2 separate regions of the Sus scrofa genome follow, and region 1 is linked to region 2. The links are chromatin contacts, called in public Hi-C maps. All regions are on one chromosome and are shown on one strand. The core of a region is the stretch at or near the end of the contact, and the rest is flanking DNA. Distances in the headings are between cores, read along the strand shown.

Region 1 (2,700 bases), core at 103-2,602, 170 kb before region 2:
TAATCATCCACTTTAAAAAGGCCCCACTGGTTAATATACGCAAACTACTGCATTTGGAGTGGATAAGCAATGAGATCCCGCTGTCTAGCACAGGGAACTATATCCAGTCGCTTGTGATGGAGCGTGATGGAGGCTGATGTGAAAAAAGGAGTGAGTGCATGTGTATATGTATGACTGGCTCACTCTGCTGTACGGTAGAAATTGGCAGAACACTGTAAAGCAACTCTAATGGAAAAAATAAAAATCATAAAATTAAAAAATTTCAAAAAAATAAAATAAAAAGGCCCCACTGTACATCAAGATCCTTCCTGACATAAAATGTAGTATATATACCTGTGTATAAAATTAAATGGTTTGGGCTTCTGCAAATATCCTTCAATCAAGGGTTCAAGAGAGGGGCTATTTTTGAGAAAGAGGTAATGAGATTTGTAACAGAAAACCTCAAAAGTATACTACTGACTTAACTGAGACAATTCTGGAAGTGTGGTGGTTGTGCTTTTTCTAGTGACGATCGGGTCCACCTCTGAGACCCTAATAAAATAATGTGGTCTCCCATGCCAGAGAAACCCAAGAAGGTGTGCCCTTTGAAGAGTGAATTAAATTCTGAGATATGTGAGTTAAGCAATCAATTCATTATTAGTGAGCTTTTGGTCTCACAGGATGGTTGTTTGCTGTAGGGACCTTGGCTTGTTCCTAAAGAAAGCGTGGCTCTGTGATACTTTGAAATAGTGTCTTCTCTCTGAAAAGTGAAAGCTGATACTTCTTGTAAGGAAAAATCCAGTGCCTGTGATCTACCCCATACAGTAGAGATTCTTTTTCATATCCATGGAGAAGCCATACATGCTCAATAATGCACCATGTGAAATTAATATGTAAGTAAATACAAGAGACTTTCTAGAATTCGGAAACCTGACATTGGGGAATGAGGTGAGCAGACGTGTGATGGGAAGAAGTGGCTATTTAGTGGCTTTGGACTTCCATGATTCCTGAAGGTTTTTAACAGAGCACTGGCTTTCCTAAAAGGATTTTGTAGCATTAACCCCAAAGGCAGCATAATCTTGCTGCAGTGTATATTAATGAAGGCCATTGGTAATGATACGCTTGCTTTTAGGCCTAAGTAGAAGCTGAATATGCAAGCAGATAATACAGAGTTCGCCACGGCTCCTTTTACAGTCCTCAGAAGCAGTGAGGCTGGGCTTCGGGAGCTCAGGGTGGAATGCTTGTTTTGGAGAGCATTCAGCAGAGAGCATTTGGTTTCCTCCATTTAACCAGGTCACCCAGGCATGGAATGCACAGCTCTGCCAGACAGAGAGCGTTGTGGATGCCTGAGAAACAACAGCTTGAACGGGCTACTGATGCGAAGAGAGGCCACGGTTTCCTTTTTCTCTGCTTTGAATGGAAGCCTTGACGTCACAACAGCTAGGAACCACTGGAGGGACAAATAACAGGGCTCAAGCCCACAGCGCCCTGCTCTGTGGAAGGCCCATTTTCCTCTCGTTCGGGTATTTTCTGTGGCTGCAGAGAGTCAGCCCCAGCAGAGGTGAATGTCTGGAGCTTAAAAATAGAGGCAGCCTCTGTGCTGATAAAACAGACCTGAGACCACACTCGTCATCACCTTCAAGAAATCTGGGTAAAGTAGAGCTCCTGCCTTAAGCTTATTTCTAACAGAATGGACTCCCCAGGGAAGGCCTGTGGTGATTTTGCTCAGGGTTCAGACCTCTGCATTTTCCCTGAAGAGCTGAGTTTCCTGAATTTCAAAGCAGGCCTCTTCGAAGAGGGGCTGGCACAAAGGCCCTGAGAGAGGCAAGGAGCTCACGAGAGCAGGCAGACCGCTTCTGCAAGAGACTTACCTTATTCTCTAGGACAGAAACATCCTTTAGGGATTTTATAATTTAAGTTCAAGCAATGAAACATGCACGTTTAGCACCCAACTGCAGGTGTTTGAACAAATGGGTGAAAAATGTTCAGAGGCTGGCAGGCTTAACTCACCATTATCTAGAATGAGTTGTCTGTATAAGTCATCACAGCAGTTGGAAAAGCATGATCTTTCATGTTTCAACCTTACATCAAAATTATAAATTATATTTAGCTACCTGAGTGCTGGCTCATTTATTTCCATTATAAACGCCATGCTAACTATAGACACACCGGGTGATCAGCAGGCACGATCTGAAAGCACTATCCCACTGCTTTCAGGCAACAGGGAACAGCTTTCTGTTGCCACAGGTTTGTCCCAAGTTCAGTCCTTTGCCCCTGGCGCGCTGACAACTTTCACCAAACCCAGACCCTAGCCTGAACCCACCGTGCTCAGGGGCCTTTGGGAAAGCCGAAGCTGGAAAACCGGGGCCTGAAGTGTCGCCTTTGAGGAGTGTGAGTGTCGTAGCAGCACAACAAACAGAGGGCAGTGGAAACAGCTGCTCCCATGACGTCTGTGCTCGTACTTGGAAAAGAAGTTGAGCAGAAGGAATAACACCCTTGAGCAACTTGGCCCCTTTTATAAGCTCTTTCCTTTCTTCATTAGATGGACACTTCCATAACTTCCCCGTGGTTACATCTTGTTTCAAGGGAATAATCTGCTACAGAGAGGTACTCACTTCCAAAGATAAAAGGGGGCATAACTCTGATCCAGACTCTCACTTACGACTCCCTACAACAGAAGACACTGCTTCTGCCTTCAGGGCGTCCTGGATATTTCTTGTG
Region 2 (2,700 bases), core at 59-2,558:
CTGACAACAGTAAAAACTTGTTTGTGTCAGGAAGTGAGGTACGAAGATACGACCTGGAAGGTACAGACAAAACCATAGTGGCAGTTTTTGTGTTACTTTTCTGACCACATTCTTTCAAATGGTGAGAAGCAGCTGATCTGCTGTAACATGCGTATATGGGTTTGGTGGGAAATCAAATAATCAGAACAACACATTTTCCTCTAATCATAATGACCATGCTAGTAGACACTAGAAATTACATATGGATTTACATATGTGTGTGTAGAGAGAGAAAAGTGTATGCCTTTATATGATATTTTGACCAAAAACTTTGTCGTCATTTCTAGCATTTAACTGAAGCATGTAACAAACACTTTGACCCAACCAAGTCCAGTTATGTGTGGAGACTGTAACATCGTTTTGAGTGCCTTCCTGTTATTGAATCACAACCCCCAATCCCAAATCTCTGCCTGAAAGTTTGTGTGGACCCTGGGATTTTATCCTGGAAATGTAAGCCAAACAGCTCTTTCTATGTTTTAGTTCATGCTTTTCCATTTATAAGGACAATTCCCTGTTGGATTGGCAGAATAAAAAGAAACTTCACAGGAAACGGAAGAGTGAGATGGAAGAGCATCCTCTCTTTGGGCTTTGCCCTGACTCTTCCTACCTCATCAGTTTTCCTCATCAGCCATGATGCATGATCTCCACTACATTCCCTCTGATCCCTTAATGTGTCCCCCAATATTTCCCTCCCTATGGAATGCCTAATTCTTCCATCCCTTTCCCCTTTTCTGTTTTTGCCTCCCAATTCAGACCCGCACTGCCTGGATACTTAGTTCAGGCCTCCCCACATTCTGCCTCCCAGTCCTCCTTCCCCAGCAGGTCCCCTCCTCCCCTTCCCAGTTAGGTCTCCCTTCTCAGCAACTCTACCTCCTTACCTCTCTTTGACCTCCTTTATTCTCCTTCACAGTCTGGCCCTCGACTTCTCGGCCTCTTCTTGCCCTTCTTTCCCCGCAATGTCCTGCCTCTACAGGGGTCTCCTTCACACCCTTCTCTCAGGTCCCATCCCTTCTGACGCCGAACCCCAGCATTCCTCAAGGGCTTGGCCTGATAGGCTTTAGCCTGATTTTGTTCCTGTGGCCCTGGGCTGGGAAAAGAGTGTATGGTGCAAAGTGGGGGCAAGAATCCCCTTCGACGGTGGCCCCTGCCTGGTTCCCCCTCCGCCCCTCCCAAGTCCCGGTTGCGGCGCTTCCTGGGCGGATGGCTGGGACTTGCTGCAGCAGCTGCGGTTCTGCTGTGTCATGCAAGAAGGAGGCGGCGGCGGCCGGAGCAGGAGGGGGAGGAGGGGAGGAACCTGATCTCTCCGGTAGCGAAGGGCTGGAGGCAAACACCGAGTTCCCCCTGAGCCGCCCGGGAGCAGGGAGGGCTCCGCTACCCCGGGGGGCCCTCCCCGCGGGGCAGATGGTAAGTGGGGTGGCGCAGGTGGTCGCCTTGGGAAGGGAGCGCGCAAGGGGGGGTTAGGTGGGGAAACGGGGAGAACTAGAAATCACCCCAGCCAAACTGAAGGAGCCCAGTGTCCAGCTGAAAGGAACCCGGGCTGTAATAAGGATGACCAGCAGCAATAGTTACCATTCAAATAATACCCTGCAGTGGACCCAGGCTTCACGGAGTTGTGCATCCTGAACCAAGGACTGAGCTAGAGGCAATGAATGATTCAGGGTTTGAGAACCACCAGCCCATCAGCCCTGGCGCTTTAGGGTACAGCTGAGTAGCAAAAGTCAACATACACATATTCCTATAGCCTGGCTGAGCTTTATGGGTTGTCTTGTTTAAAACTAGGGAAGGGGATGGAAACCTGCCCAACCTCACTTTAGCCACGAAAATAATGGTCTTGGCCAGTGGCCTTGGACAAACAGCCTCTGGTGCAATTAAACAATCAATAGAAAAAATAGCTTCATTCTCTTTACCACTCTCCTTCCCCAAGCTTCTTCAACCAGAGTAATTGATTATACTTAAAGGAGAAAGAAAACTCTGCCTTGCGTTCCCTCCCACCCTGCCCTCTCTGGGCATCCACCCTACACAAACTGCCCGCCCCACCATTGACCCCCACTTTCAGACCATGAAGGGACTGCCTTAAACTCTGAACAATTTCACCTCTGCTGCCTTTTAGCCCTTTCCCGGGAGGGGAGTCAGAAACATGGAACTGAGAACAGTGACCACAGAGGCAGGCTGGAGGAACATTACCTCTTTACCTGAATGCAATTCTCAGGACAACTTTTTAAAAAATTATTATTCTTTTCCATTTTGCTCCTGGAAATTTCAAAGCACTTTCTGTAACATCATTTTTTTTTTTTTCTTCGTCAGTCATACATTAGCAGTAAGGGGTTGGCGGGATTAACTGAAAGGCTAATGACTGTCTCAAAAGCACATGCTGTTGCTAGGGAACTCAAGCTCATCCTGCTCTCTAATCACTAGCATGTTATGTGGAAATCAAACTTCTCAGGGTGTTATTAAAATGAATGGCATTTGGTTAAAGGCGTTCTCGCTTGTGTTGTAGCATCCTGGATTATTATCGATTGCCTCACACCCACATATCTTGTTTTCCTAATTTGATTTCTGAATGTGCGTCACTGCTAGGGACACACAGACTAGACCAGTCAGGTTCACTTCCTGTTTCTCAGAACCGGTTTATATTTGGTCTCATAGCACTAGCTGGTAAAA

Evidence for each region. A called contact is a pair of places that touch in the nucleus more often than the background predicts.
Region 1: a contact with region 2 is called in a Hi-C map of liver, with 2.6 times the contacts expected there. The contact joins the enhancer-like site here to the promoter of MKLN1 in region 2. A contact is called at or near these places in 1 of 5 promoter capture datasets (liver), 2 of 47 Hi-C or Micro-C datasets (alveolar macrophages and liver) and 1 of 2 datasets of contacts at active chromatin or transcription factors (alveolar macrophages).

Annotation. Positions count from the first base shown.
Region 1 is chr18:17,998,668-18,001,367 of Sscrofa11.1, reverse strand. All of the region lies in intron 1 of LOC110257572 (a long non-coding RNA gene), which reads right to left. Among named protein-coding and RNA genes, the nearest start is that of MIR29B-1, 40 kb to the left of the region's middle. Within about 2 kb of position 1,352, at least 34 of the 83 cell types and tissues checked have an H3K27ac peak or open chromatin away from gene starts, as enhancers often do. A contact at or near this core is called in liver, where this site is marked.
Region 2 is chr18:17,831,127-17,833,826 of Sscrofa11.1, reverse strand. MKLN1 (muskelin) reads left to right here and starts at 1,308. Exons shown (of 19, transcript XM_021078931.1): 1 at 1,308-1,443. It overlaps LOC106506781 (a long non-coding RNA gene), which reads right to left. Exons shown (of 12, transcript XR_002340361.1): 8 at 1-53.